Linked DNA regions of Sus scrofa: region 1 is linked to region 2. The links are chromatin contacts, called in public Hi-C maps. All regions are on one chromosome and are shown on one strand. Each heading gives the region's core, a stretch centred on a gene start, on an enhancer-like site or on the middle of the called end of the contact. The rest is flanking DNA. Distances are from core to core; before and after follow the strand shown.

Region 1 (6,534 bases), core at 326-2,825, 57 kb after region 2:
GTCATTGAACCTAATGAATGCCAGCCCTGAAGGAGGAAGGGAGGTAACCTAGAATTTGGTAAAATTAGACAAACACTCATCTGAGGCTAGGGAAGGGTCCCCTCATTTTAAAAGGCCAACTCTGAAATTACGGTGTGGAAAGAAAGAGAGATCGTCAGAGAGAAAGAAAGGGAGAGAGAAGACATTCTTCAAAAGACAGGCGACTATGACAAAGGACACATTTGCATGTGGCGTAAACTCTGAGAGGGCAGGCAGGAAGCTGGGGACACCCCTGCTTCCAGGGAGGGGCTGGGGCTGGGGGAGGAGGAAGACCCTCCACAGTGTTTCCTTGTCAACGCTGCTGAACCATGTTCAGCCCCCCTGCCCCGCCCCAGTTCAGCAAAAGGGTTTTAGATTCACACGGTCAGTGACAGGATGTTACCTAGTCCTGGTGCAGGATGGCAGATGGCCCGCTTCTAGCCCTGCCCCTGCCTCGCCCCCAACCTGAGAGTGACCTTGGCAAGTGCCCTCCCAGCCCCCCACTCATGAGCTCAGTTTCTTAATCTGTAAAAGGGGTTGCACTTGATGATTTTCAAGGTCCCTTCTATTTCAATGTGGGCCCATGTCTAGCCTTGCAGTCCCAGCATCCACCCCTGCTTTATAGAACGGGAGGGCGGGACACAGACAAGGTCCCAGAGAGGGTCCGTTCTTGAGTGTCTCATCTGTCTGCTGCCCTCTGCGATGCAGAGGTTCATGCCCAGGCCCAGGCCCAGGCCCAGACCTCAGGATCCTCTGTGGAACTTTTTTTTTTTTTTTTTGTCTTTTGTCTTTGTTGTTGTTGTTGTTGCTATTTCTTGGGCCGCTCCCTCGGCATATGGAGGTTCCCAGGCTAGGGGTTGAATCGGAGCTGTAGTCACCGGCCTACGCCAGAGCCACAGCAACGCGGGATCCGAGCCGCGTCTGCAACCTACACCACAGCTCACGGCAACGCCGGATCGTTAACCCACTGAGCAAGGGCAGGGACCGAACCCGCAACCTCATGGTTCCTAGTCGGATTCGTTAACCACTGCGCCACGACGGGAACTCCCTCTGTGGAACTTTTGAGCAAATACACAAGCCAGGCCTCAGCCTCAGAGAGGCTGTCTTCTGATTAACTGGCTCAACTGGGCCCAGCACCCCTTTCCTGAGCGCTTACCATGTGCCAGGCATTGATTTAAGACTTCAGTGGCATAACTCGCCTCAGGAGTCACCCAGCGCACAGGCAGAGGCTGGGCAGGGATGCAGGCAGTGCCCTCCTGTACTGGTGGGGACCCCACTAGGCCTCACAGCCGACCCCAGGGCCAACGTCACATGAGACGACCGTGACCGGGGAAGGGAGGGCCCTTCAAACAGTCTAGAGCTCATGTCTGCGAGCATATGCTGCCTGTGCTTTCTGTTTTAAACAACTGCTAGCTGGCTGGCTGAGCACTTCCCATCTCACTGCCTGCTTGCTCACTGCACCTTTAAAGTGAAATTGCTCTGCCCACAGTCTGGGCTTGAAGGGCAGCCCTGGCTGCTCCCCGCCCACTTGGCCAGACCAGCGCTGGCACTTGACCAGCGCTGGCGGCCGCGGAGAGCTGAGCTGGGCCAATGAGACTCCCTCCGAGGAATGTGAGTTGAGAAATGCTGAGGAAGACAGGCAGATGCTGAAGCCGCAGGCGGGGTGAGCCCGGGAAGCAGGAAGTCTAAATAGGAAGAGGGAGTGAAAGCTAAGTAAGGATGAGCTCTGAGTCAGAGCAAAGACTCAGAGTAGAGAGAAAGCACAGGCTTGCTGCTAGGGAGCAGAGCAGACCAGCAGCGATGCTGACACGGAGCCCTCGGGGCTGGGAGAGGGACTCGGTCCCATAGCTGCCTGTGCCTGGATCCCCGTGGCATCCCTGACTTCTGCCACGCCCATGGGAACCCTACCTAAAAGCCCTTCTTCAGGGGTCCTGAAAGAGCCTGTTCCCTGCAACGAAGCACCGACAGCCCCCAGGCTCACTCTGAGATAACAGTGCGTTCTGCTCGCCTTACCTTGGGACAGGTCCCCGTGCAGTTCATGATGGTGTGGCAGCGGTACAGAGAGAACGGGTCCTGCAGCTTGGCCAGGCGCTCCTCCGTGAAGTCATCTCTGGAGTCGATCATCCAGCGATAGGCCTGGGGAAGTGGGGACTGGTGAGCTGAGCTGTTAAAACTTTAATTGGCCAGAGCAGCCCTCTGGTCCAACTCAAACTGCAGGTGTGCAGAACAGGAGAGTTCTCAGCTCAGATGCCGTCTCCGCACTCTTTGTCATCTTTCAAGGAAAGTCTCCCAACCGTTTTGTAACAGCTTTTGATCATTTTGATTGATGATCCCCACAAACCTTTGAACCACATGCACCTGGTCCCTGGTGCTTAATTATATACCATCAGGAGTCGTCTTCTACCAATTTCATGGGGCTGCTTAGCTTGCCCCCCCCCGATCACGAATGAGGGAAGGCAGGGACGGTACCGTCTGACCCCCTGTCTTCATAGCATCTACTCACTGTCTCTGAGTAAACTGATAACTTAGCAGACCCGTGTAAAGATATCTGTTCTAGGAGTTCCCGTTGTGGCGCAGTGGTTAACGAATCCGACTAGGAACCATGAGGTTGTGGGTTTGATCCCTGGCCTCGCTCAGTGGGTTATGGATCCGGTGTAGGTCGCAGACACGGCTCAGATCTGGCGTTGCTGTGGCTGGCAGCTGTAGCTCCGATTCGACCCCTAGCCTGGGGACCTCCATATGCTGCGCTTATGGCCCTAAAAAGCAAAAGGTATCTATTCTACTTATTAATTAATTCCTTCAATCAGTATACCCATCCCAGAAGCCTGAGATCAGCCAGCTGAAACCTGATTAACCTCCTGGTCAGTGGGCCTGCTTCAGCAGTGCTACTGAGAGGACTCTTATGTTTCCCAGCAGCTCGATCATCCATACAAGCACCAAGATGAATGCACCTTATTATTCCATCTTTACTTTGGCCAGGAATCAGTACTGCTAAGTGGTCACACAACCACGGAACTTCTCTTTTTGTGGGAAAATGAGAAACAAGAGGTTGTTTTTTGAGTTTCTTAAGAGCCTATAAAAAGCACTAACCACAAATCTAAAAGTATAAGCTTTTCGGGCACGAAGGCAGCGACTCTCTCTGCAGTGACCTGCATACAAAGAGTGAAAGGCAATGAAAAGCAATGCTACGTTTCCCCAGGTAAGCCCTAAACCCAGTACCGCAAGCTTTCACTAGCCTGAAAACAACTGCCAAACTTACAGCTGGGTAATTAGCACTCAATGCAATTTCCTTCTCTCCTGCCTGCATGTCATCGAAAACCCCTGTGAGAGGCAGGGGAGGGCCAGTGGTGCAGGGCGACATTTTAAGCATCTGCAAGGCATGGTGTGCCAGCAGCCGCCACCCCACTACGCCATGCTAAATGAAGGCATTCTGCAGATGAAGCCCCAGATTTACCTAAAGCCAAATGAAGGCGAGGCCACCAGTTACCCTGTTTGTAATGGATGCCAACGAAGGACACCATCGCCCCCCAAAGTGTGTGGTTTCCGACAATACACTGTCCTTCTGGATTTCTGGAAGCCTGAGTGTCAGCTTCTCTGGAAGTCACGAAGGAGCACCTTACCTGCATGAGGACTGCGGGTCCCAGGTACTTGTCTCCATTCCACCAGTAGCTCGGGCAGCTGGTGCTGCAGCAGGCGCAAAGAATACACTCGTACAGCCCATCCTGCGTGCGGAGAAAGGGCATCAGGAGCCCATGGTGGGAGACAGTCGCATCCTTAACTTACCCGGGAGGCCTGGGGTCAGCCCATGAGCAAAGTGCCTACTTGCCCCTGAGTCTTCTTGGCAAAATCCTAGGAGTGGTTTGCTGAGATTTATCAGATTCATAAAAAAGATCTTGGAATTGAATTAGAGCCCAGAGTTCTTAAGTCCAAGTGTAGTGTATGTATCCTTTAATTAGTAACCCCTCACTTATCTTAAAAAACAAAACCACCTAACAAAAACATGAAAGGTAACTCATCACCTCGAATGCAGTTTAGCAGAAATTAAAAAGGCCCTGGGTGCTGAGGCATCTAGAGTCTACACCAGCTTCTGCCCTGGCTCGGCAGAGACCTCAGTTTTTCAATGGAACAGCAACATCGTCCTAAAACAGCGACCTGTACTAAGCATGGTGTGTCTGACTTGATCTCATTTGACTGTCACAATAATCTTGGGGTGAGTGCTCTAGAGTTTCATTTTACAGGTAAGTAACTGAGATGCCTAGAGGCTGTCATTTTGAGGTTCACCCAGCAGCAAATAGCAGAGCTGGGATGGGACCCCAGGCAGTCTGGCCCTGAAGCCCCCATGCCAACCCTGCCACACAGATGGCAACCCGCCCAACCAGTTTTAACAACCTGGACTTTCTGATTTGGGGAACAGAAACTGATTAAAAATACAGGGAGTTCCCGTTGTGCCTCAGTGGAAATTAATCTGACTAGCATCCATGGGGTCTCAGGTTAGATCCCTGGCTTCACTCCGTGGGTTAAGGATCCGGTGTTGCCGTGAGCTGTGGTGTGGGTCGAAGACGCGGCTTGGATCCTGCGTTGCTGTGGCGTAGGTCAGCAGCTGCAGCTCTGATTGGACCACCAGCCTGGGAACCTCCATGTGCCATGGGTGCGGCCCTAGCAACACAAAGACAAAAAAAAAAAACCCAAAAAACTGGCCACATAGAAGGGCACACTGACATCTGGAAGCATAAGGTCACAGGATAAAGGCCCCAATGACAATCATATTCTTCAGTCTACTTATAAAAAAAGGTAGTTGTTGGAAGTTCCCATGTGGTGCAGTGGGTTAAGGACCTGGTGTTGCTGCAGCTGTGATGTAGGCTGCGGCTGTAGCTTGGATTTGATCCCTGGCCCAAAAACTTTCATATGCTGTGGATGTAACCGGAAAAAAAAGAAGTTCTCTGTATTTTCCACTCATCTGTAATGAGCATAATGGGTTTTAAAATCATGAGAAAAAGTTAGGTGCAGCATATTAAGGGAGTGAAAAATGCTAAATATGCAAACGTTTGGTACCTAAATGAGTAAATTTTGATTATCTAGAAAACATGCTCAGGAGACCCTCCAGTCCCTAAAGACACCACATCGAGGAGATGTACCAGCTACATGCTTGCCTACCAGAGGACTGTGAGGTGACAAGCTGGGCCAGAGTGGCCAGTTCCTGCCTGGACTCTTGGATGGGTCAGACCTCCTGGGAATTAGAAACTGAGGGCAGAGCTAAATACTGAAAACAAGAAACTTTTTTTTGGTTTGTTTTTAGGGCTGCAGGTGCGGCATATGGAGGTTCCCAGGCTAGGGGTCGAATCGGAGCTGCAGCTGCTGGCCTACACCACAGCCACACCAACTTGGGATCCGAGCCGCATCTGCAACCTACACCGAAGCTCACGGCAATGCCAGATCCTTAACCCACTGAGTGAGGACAGGGATCGATCTGGCATCCTCATGGGTACTAGTCGGGTTGGTTTCTGCTGGGCCACGACGGGAGCTCCTGTAAACAAGAAACTCTTGGAAGAGAAGTCTGCTGTTTCTCTGACTTACAACCCGACCATGCTGACCCGCATGATCTCCACGATGAGAGCTGGCTTTCTTACCAGGATCTTCCTTCCTTTCTTAACATTTTATGGGGAAGAGGAGAGGGGCTAAATATTTCCCAAGACCTAAAAGGCAGAATTCATTTATCCATTGACACAACTAGTATCTGTCTATAAACAGCACATGCCAGGATCCAGAAAGGGCCTTAAGACGAAGTCCCTGCCCTAGGGGGGGCTCAGTCCGCTAATGGACCGTCATGTAAATGAACGGTGGTGACCCCAAGACAGCTCATGGCCTCACTCCCGTGCAGACAGGATGCTGGGACCTATCTTCCTTTGGTCCTCCCTTCCCACCTCTTCCCGTCCAAAGGACACCCTGTGCAGGGTGTGAGTGTGCAAATCAGTCTCAGAGGAAGTAAAAGCGTGCAAGAGAAAGAGACTGAAAACTTGCCAAGAACCCTTTCCCTTTCAGAGCCTTCCCGGCCTGTAAAGAGATTAGCAACTTGGAAGAGTGAGCAGGCCCATCGCAACCACCCAGCCATCGCTAGAGGCGCGGCGTCAGGAGAGAGCCAAGCTGCTGTCCCAGTTGTGCCGCTACCATTTCCACTCCCACCTGTAAACGGGGCAGTGGCAGCAGGACTGCAGAGGGCCAGCATGTGTCTTATTTGCCCACAGGGTTAATTCCGATTCAGCTGTCAACTTCTCAAGACCGACCATCTGCGACAGGATGGGCGTCCCACCCTTGGTCAGAGCTCTGCGGCTCCTTTCCGGAGGACTCAGAGTATCTGCACCGTCTCCTGCTGCCCCTCCCCTCCCGGGCTCACTTGCCAGCAAACCCTCTGCCACACACTCCCTCTAGTCAGGACGGGAAAGGGGGACTAATGACCAGTTTCTCGCGCTCCTCTATGGACTGCAGGTACTGCTGCTTGCCTTCCTGGGATTCATCCTT
Region 2 (6,180 bases), core at 3,570-6,069:
GTAAATATTTCCAACTTTATGGGCCTTAGTCTCTGTTGCAACCACTCAACTCAGCCATCGCGGTGAGATAGCAGGCCTGGCAGGTACCTAGGGAGTGGACTGTGTTCCATTAAGACTTTGCTTAGAGGGAGTTCCCATCCTGGCACAGTGGAAATGAATCTGACTAGGAACCATGAGGTTGCGGGTTTGATCCCTGGCCTTGATCAGTGGGTTAAGGATCCGGCGTTGCCACGAGCTGTGGCGTAGGTCGCAGACTTGACTTGGATCTGGCATTGCTGCAGCTATGGTGTAAGCCAGCGGCTACAGCTCTGATTAGACCCCTAGCCTGGGAATCTCCACATGCCGTGGGTATGGCCCCAAAAAGACAAAAAAGACCAAAAAAAAAAAAAGACTTTGCTTAACAGACACTGAAATTTGAACTTTATATACTTTTCCTGTGTCAAAAATATTGTTCTTCTTTTGCTTTTCTTTCAACCATTTAAAAATGAGCCATTTTTGGAGTCCCCACTGTGGTACAGTGGGTTTAATGATCTGACTTGTCTTTGTGGCGGCATGGGTTCAATCCCTGGCCTGGCTCAGTGGGTTAAGGATCCAGTGTTGCTGCAGCTGTGGCGTAGGTCGCAGCTCCGGCTCAGACTTGAGTCCTGACCCAAGCACTTCCGTATGCTGCAGGATCAGCTGGAAAAGAAAAAAAAAATTAAAATGAACCATTTTCATCTATTTAAAAGTGTAAAAATCACTCTCAGCTCAGGCCCTTACAGAAGCAGATGACTGGTGGGATTTGGCTTGCAGGATTTCAGCCTGCAGTTTGCTGAGCCCTAAGCTAGATGGTCTTCAAGCCCATTAACAACAGCGAGCATTTAACAAGTGCCTGCTGTATCCTAGGCACTGCCCTGGCCACTGAGGGCTCAGGCTTTCCCAGTCTAGAAAAGGGGGCTGTTTCCCGACCGGACAGGAAACAGCCCCCTTTGGCATCCAGGCCCTGCCTCCCCAGAGACATCACAGCCGGAATAACCAATTCCCTCCACCTCCCACTGGCGGACCCTTCTACCCAGGCCCGCTCCTGTCGGGTTGAGGTCCTGGGAAACCACAGAATTCCCGAAAGGAACTCACATTTGTGTGCCAGGCTCTTGCTGGGCATTTTGCTGCCATAGCATGTTTTCCTGTTCCCTTGACTACAGCTCTGGGGGATTGGTAGGCCTCACCCCCACCTGCTCCAGCGAAAAAGGGCCTAGAACATACCTTTTTTTTTTTTTTTTTAATCTTTTTAGGGTCATACCCACGGTATATGGAGGTTCCCAGGCCAGGAGTCCAGTTGGAGCTGTAGCCTACACCACAGCCACAGCAACGCCAGATCTCAGCTGCATCTGCAACCTACACCACAGCTCATGGCACCACCGGATCCTTAACCTACTGAACGGGACCAAGGATCACACCTGCAGCCTCATGCATACTAGTCAGATTCGTTTCCACTAGGGCATGATGGGAACTCCTAGAACATACTTTTGATTCCACTTGTTTGAGACCAGATCCCAGTCTGTTGCTTAGGGGGCTGTGTGACTTGGATGAGTCACTTCACATCTCTGAGCTTCAGGGTGTTTTTTTTTTTTTTTTCCCCCTCTATTTTATCTTATTTTGGGGTTGGGGGTTGCTGTGCCTGTGGCATGTGGATGTTCCCAGGTCAAAGATCAAACCCATGCCACAGCAATGACCTGAGCCACAGCAATGACAATGCCAGGTCCTTATCCCAATGAGCCACCAGGAAACTCCTGAGCTTTAGTTTTTTTGTCTGTTAAATAGGGGTAATGTTAGTACCTACCCCAAACTAATGAATTAATATGAGTCAAGTGCTTCGAACAGGGCTGGACACATGGCAAGCATTCCATAAACATTAGGCGTCATTACAGAGGTGAAAGATGACCCAGAGTTCCTGTCCTGCAGAACTCCTAGGGATTCTGCACTCCCTACCCCGACTCTCTATGGTAGGTAATTATGATTAGATGGTACACGGAGGTCACTGGTGCCCAGGTGCCTGGCACGGCTCAAGGTCAATGGAGTTATCAGGCTCCCAGTGGGTTGAGGTGGCATTCAGTGTATGTGTTCCTAGAGCCATGGGTCTTGAGTTCCCTCTGTGCCAGGTCTGGACTGGGCAGGGTAGAGGGGCAGAGCCAGACAGGCTGCTGCTGGAAGCTGTGGGCACTCACCCACACCCTGGGCTAGGAGAGGCTGTGGGTGCTGAGAATGGGTCCTCGGTCCTACCTGTGCCCCCTCTGTCTCACAGATGAAGATGCTGGACAGCGAGAACACCAGGCTGGGCAGAGAACTGGTGGAGCTGCAGGGCCGCCTGGCCCTTGGCGAGCGGGCAGAAAAGGAGGGCAGACGGGAGGCCCTGGGCCTCCGACAGAAGCTGCTGAAGGGAGAGGCCAGCCTGGAGGCTGTGCGGCAGGAGGTAACTAGACCTCAGGCAGACTGCCTAGAGGAAGAGGGTCCTCAGAGGCTGTCACGCTGCCCCTCGCCTTTTCTGATGGAAGCAGGGGGGATTCCAGTGCCAGAGTCATTCTGAGATCGTTCCCTGAGTCCTGTCCCTGTCCTCAATCCTTGAGCTTCTTGCCCAGGTATAATAACAGCAATAGCAGTTACAGAAACTGTGTCGCAGGGACGGGGGGAGCCTTATAGATAGAACCTTGTTTGATTCTCCCAGCAGCCTCAGGAGGTAGGTATGCTTAGTCCCAGTTTACAGAGAGAACCAGACACTGAGGCCCAGAGTCTAATCAAGGTCACCCAGCCACCCAGACCTGTCTGACTCCAAAGCCCTCACTCTTTCCACACTGCCTTTTCTGGTAGTGAATTTGCTGTGTGGCCTGGACTAAGTCACTCAGTCTCTCTGTGCTTTAGAGCATTCATGGGCTGGGGGATGGCACAGCAGTGGGTGTATACCAAGCCTTGGTGCAGATCTTGGCATCCAGGGGTTGCTCCCTAGATGGTTCCCAGTGAACCTGATAACCACGAGAGGTCCACTTATTCTCTGAACCAGAGGGGTGTGTGTGCGGCCATCATGCGCTTCATCAGTAAATAACTTTTTATTTTTTTATTTTTTATTTTTATTTTTCTGCCCTTTAGGGCCGCACCTGTGGCATATGGAGGTTCCCAGGCTAGGGGTCGAATCAGAGCTGTAGCTGCCAGCCTACGCCACAGCCATAGCAGCGCCAGATCTGAGCCTCGTCTGCAATCTACACCACAGCTCACAGCAACACCAGATCCTTAACCCACTGAGCAAGGCCAGGGATTGAACCTACAACCTCATGGTTTTTAGTCAGATTCATTTCTGCTGTGCCATGACGGGAACTCTAGTAAATAATTTTTTAGTGCCTCCCCTCATTGTGATTAATTGATTTATTTTTATAGCATATGGGAGCTCCTGGCATATGGAAATTCCTGGGCTAGGAATTGAATCTCAGCTGCATCTGCGACCTGTGTGGCAGCTGTGGCAATATTGGATCCTTTAACCCACTGCTCCAGGCCAGGGATTTAACCCTTGCCTCTGCAGCAACTGGAGCTGCTGCAGTGAGTTGTTTTGTTTTGTTTGTTTGTTTGTTTTGCTTTTTAGGGCATATGGAAGTTCCCAGGCCAGGGGTCAAATCAGAGCTTGCAGTTGCTGGCCACAGCCACAGCCATGCCAGATCCAAGCTGTGTCTGTGACCTACCCTGCAGCTCATGGCGACGCCAGATCCTTAACCCACTGAGAGACCAGGGATCAAACCTGAGTCCTCATGGATACTAGTTGGGTTCGTTACCGCTGAGCCGCAACAGGAAATCCTGCAGTCAGATTCCTAAAGGCACTGCACCACGGTGGGAAATCCCACCCCCCTTTTTGTTTTTAAATTGATAAATTACGTGCACTGAAAAGGTAGTGTAGTCTAGTGGTTCAGGGAACAGGCTCTGGAGCCAGGGTGCCCTGCTTTGAAACCAAGCTCTCAGTTTACTAGCTCTGTGGCCTTTGGCAAGTTACATAACTGCCCCAGGTCTCCATTTCCTCATCTTTAAAATAAAGATGATTCATAGTAGAATCACCAGTCATCAATCAGAGTTGATTCTTGGCAAGGAAAGTACTTAGTGCCTGGCACCAATAATGCCTATCTTTATAAGCCTTAGCTGTTAGTTTACACTGCAAGTCATATATACAGAAGGAAGAGATAAACAAATTCTAATAGTTTCCTGCTACACTCCCATGAGTGTTCCCATGCATGATGTTCCTGCACGCCCTGCATGGGTGGAGACCACTAATGGAACAGGTGTCATGCATGCCACTTGTGGGCCCCTGGGCTCCAGGCAGGGCCTGGGAGGCTGGGTTTTGGTTTGGGGGGCGGCTTTGATGACACCCACCTCCTGACCTTGCCCCCTCCCCAGCTCCAGGGAGCCCAGCGGAAGCTGCAGGAGCAAGAGGGCGAGTTCCGGACCCGCGAACGAGGCCTGCTGGGCTCCCTGGAGGAGGCACGCGGCGCCCAGAAGCAGCAACTGGACCACGCCCGCAGCCTGGAACAGAAGTTGGAGGCTGCTCGGGCTGAGGCTGCGAGCTGGGGCTGAGACTGAGTGCGGCTGACGGCCGGGCGCAAGGCCTGGAGGCCGAGCTGGCCCGCGTAGAGACGCAGCGGCGTGCGGCTGAGGCCCAGCTGGGCGGCCTGCGCTCTGCCTTGCGCCGGGGCCTGGGCCTTGGCGGGGTGCCCAGCCCGGCCCCCCGGCCCGCGCTGGGCTCCCCCATCCGGAGTGCGCCTGCGGGAGGTGAGTGAGCGCGCAGAGACGGGGAGGGTCAGCGGGTCTAGTTCGGGTCTAGTTCGGTGCCGCCTAAGAGGCCGCCCTTGGCGGACCTGCCCCGCCTTTGATGACCAGTCTCAGACCCCGCCCCTTCAGCCCCTCCCTGTCTCCTTATTGAGACCCGCCTGCCTGGGCCACGCCCCCTGCGACCCTTTCTGGCCCCCACTAGACCACGCCCCCTCGCTGAGGTGGATCCGCACACCCTAGATTGCTGCTTTTTAAAGGGCGTGGAGGATAGAGGATGTCGCTTCTTTTTTTTTTTTTTTTTTTTTTTTTGTCTTTTCTAGGGCTTCATCCGCGGCATATGGAGGTTCCCAGGCTAGGGGTCTAATCGACCTGTAACTTGGGATCCCAGCAGTATCTGCGACCTACACCACAGTTCACCGCAACGCCAGATCCTTAACCAACTGAGCTAGGCCAGAATCCACCCGCAACTTCATGGTTCCTAGTCAGATTCGGTAACACTGAGCCACGACAGAAACTCCGGATGTCGCTTCTTAATGCCCTTAACTCCTCTAAGTCTTTGAGTCTCCAACCTCTGTAACTGATGCCTGCCCTCTCTCCATCAGCCCTTCATCCTCTTCATTCTCCCGTTGCTGGTTCCACACCCCTCCATACCAGGCCTATGACCCCATGTCTCCCCCAGACAGACACTCAGCACCTCCCCCCTTCCAGAAACTTCCTCAGAAGAGAGCCTCCTACCCCCACCTGCTGCTGAGGCTCCGTGGATGACGGTGGGAAAATCAGCATTGTGCTTCAGCAGGCGCAAGCAGCCTTTTAAGAAGGAGCCTTCATCTTGTCTCATCCTGACCCCAATCTCACCTTGATTCCTGGGCCTGAAATAGAATCTGCAGAATCTTAGAACTGTGGGAAATTCACTATGAGACATTGGGTTGTTGTCTCTTCAAATCCAGAGATTTAGCCCCAGGATCACATTAGTCAGTCAGTTACTGTATATATTAAGCACATGCTATGTACCAGGTACAGTTTAAGTAGTAGGGATGGGGCAGTAAACAAAACTGACAGGTGTTTCTGCTTTTATGGAGCTTATGGTCTAGGCTTTGGAATAGCAGACAATGAATGTGATATATAAATTAAACATAGAATGTATTCAGAGTTCCTCTTGTGGCTCAGTGAGTTAAGAACTTGACCAGTATCCATGAGAATGCGGGTTTGATCCCTGGCCTTTCTCAGTGGGTTAAGGATCCAGTGTTGCCGTGGCTATGGTGTAAGTCCCAGATGTGACTCAGATCCTGTGTTGTGGTGGCTGTGGCCTATTCCTGCAGCTGTAGCTCTGATTTGACTCCTAGCCTGGGAACTTCGTATGTCATAGGTGCAGCTGTTAAAAAAAAAAAAAAATCTAGAAGT

The links. Hi-C and Micro-C count contacts between places; a contact is called where the count stands out from the background.
Region 1: a Hi-C map of retroperitoneal adipose tissue shows a contact between it and region 2, with 1.9 times the contacts expected there. The contact joins two enhancer-like sites. A contact is called at or near these places in 28 of 47 Hi-C or Micro-C datasets (adipose tissue, alveolar macrophages, blood and 14 more) and 2 of 2 datasets of contacts at active chromatin or transcription factors (alveolar macrophages and skeletal muscle).

What each region holds. Positions count from the first base shown.
Region 1 is chr6:75,649,671-75,656,204 of Sscrofa11.1, forward strand. It overlaps SDHB (succinate dehydrogenase complex iron sulfur subunit B), which reads right to left. Exons shown (of 8, transcript NM_001104953.1): 5 at 6,472-6,534; 6 at 3,639-3,740; 7 at 2,032-2,154. Among named protein-coding and RNA genes, the nearest start is that of ATP13A2, 14 kb to the left of the region's middle. Within about 2 kb of position 1,576, at least 39 of the 83 cell types and tissues checked have an H3K27ac peak or open chromatin away from gene starts, as enhancers often do. A contact at or near this core is called in adipose tissue, omental adipose tissue and retroperitoneal adipose tissue, where this site is marked.
Region 2 is chr6:75,589,547-75,595,726 of Sscrofa11.1, forward strand. CROCC (rootletin) reads left to right here. Exons shown (of 39, transcript XM_003127643.4): 26 at 2,282-2,449; 27 at 4,408-4,567; 28 at 4,570-4,779. Among named protein-coding and RNA genes, the nearest start is that of MFAP2, 23 kb to the right of the region's middle. Within about 2 kb of position 4,820, at least 22 of the 83 cell types and tissues checked have an H3K27ac peak or open chromatin away from gene starts, as enhancers often do. A contact at or near this core is called in adipose tissue, omental adipose tissue and retroperitoneal adipose tissue, where this site is marked.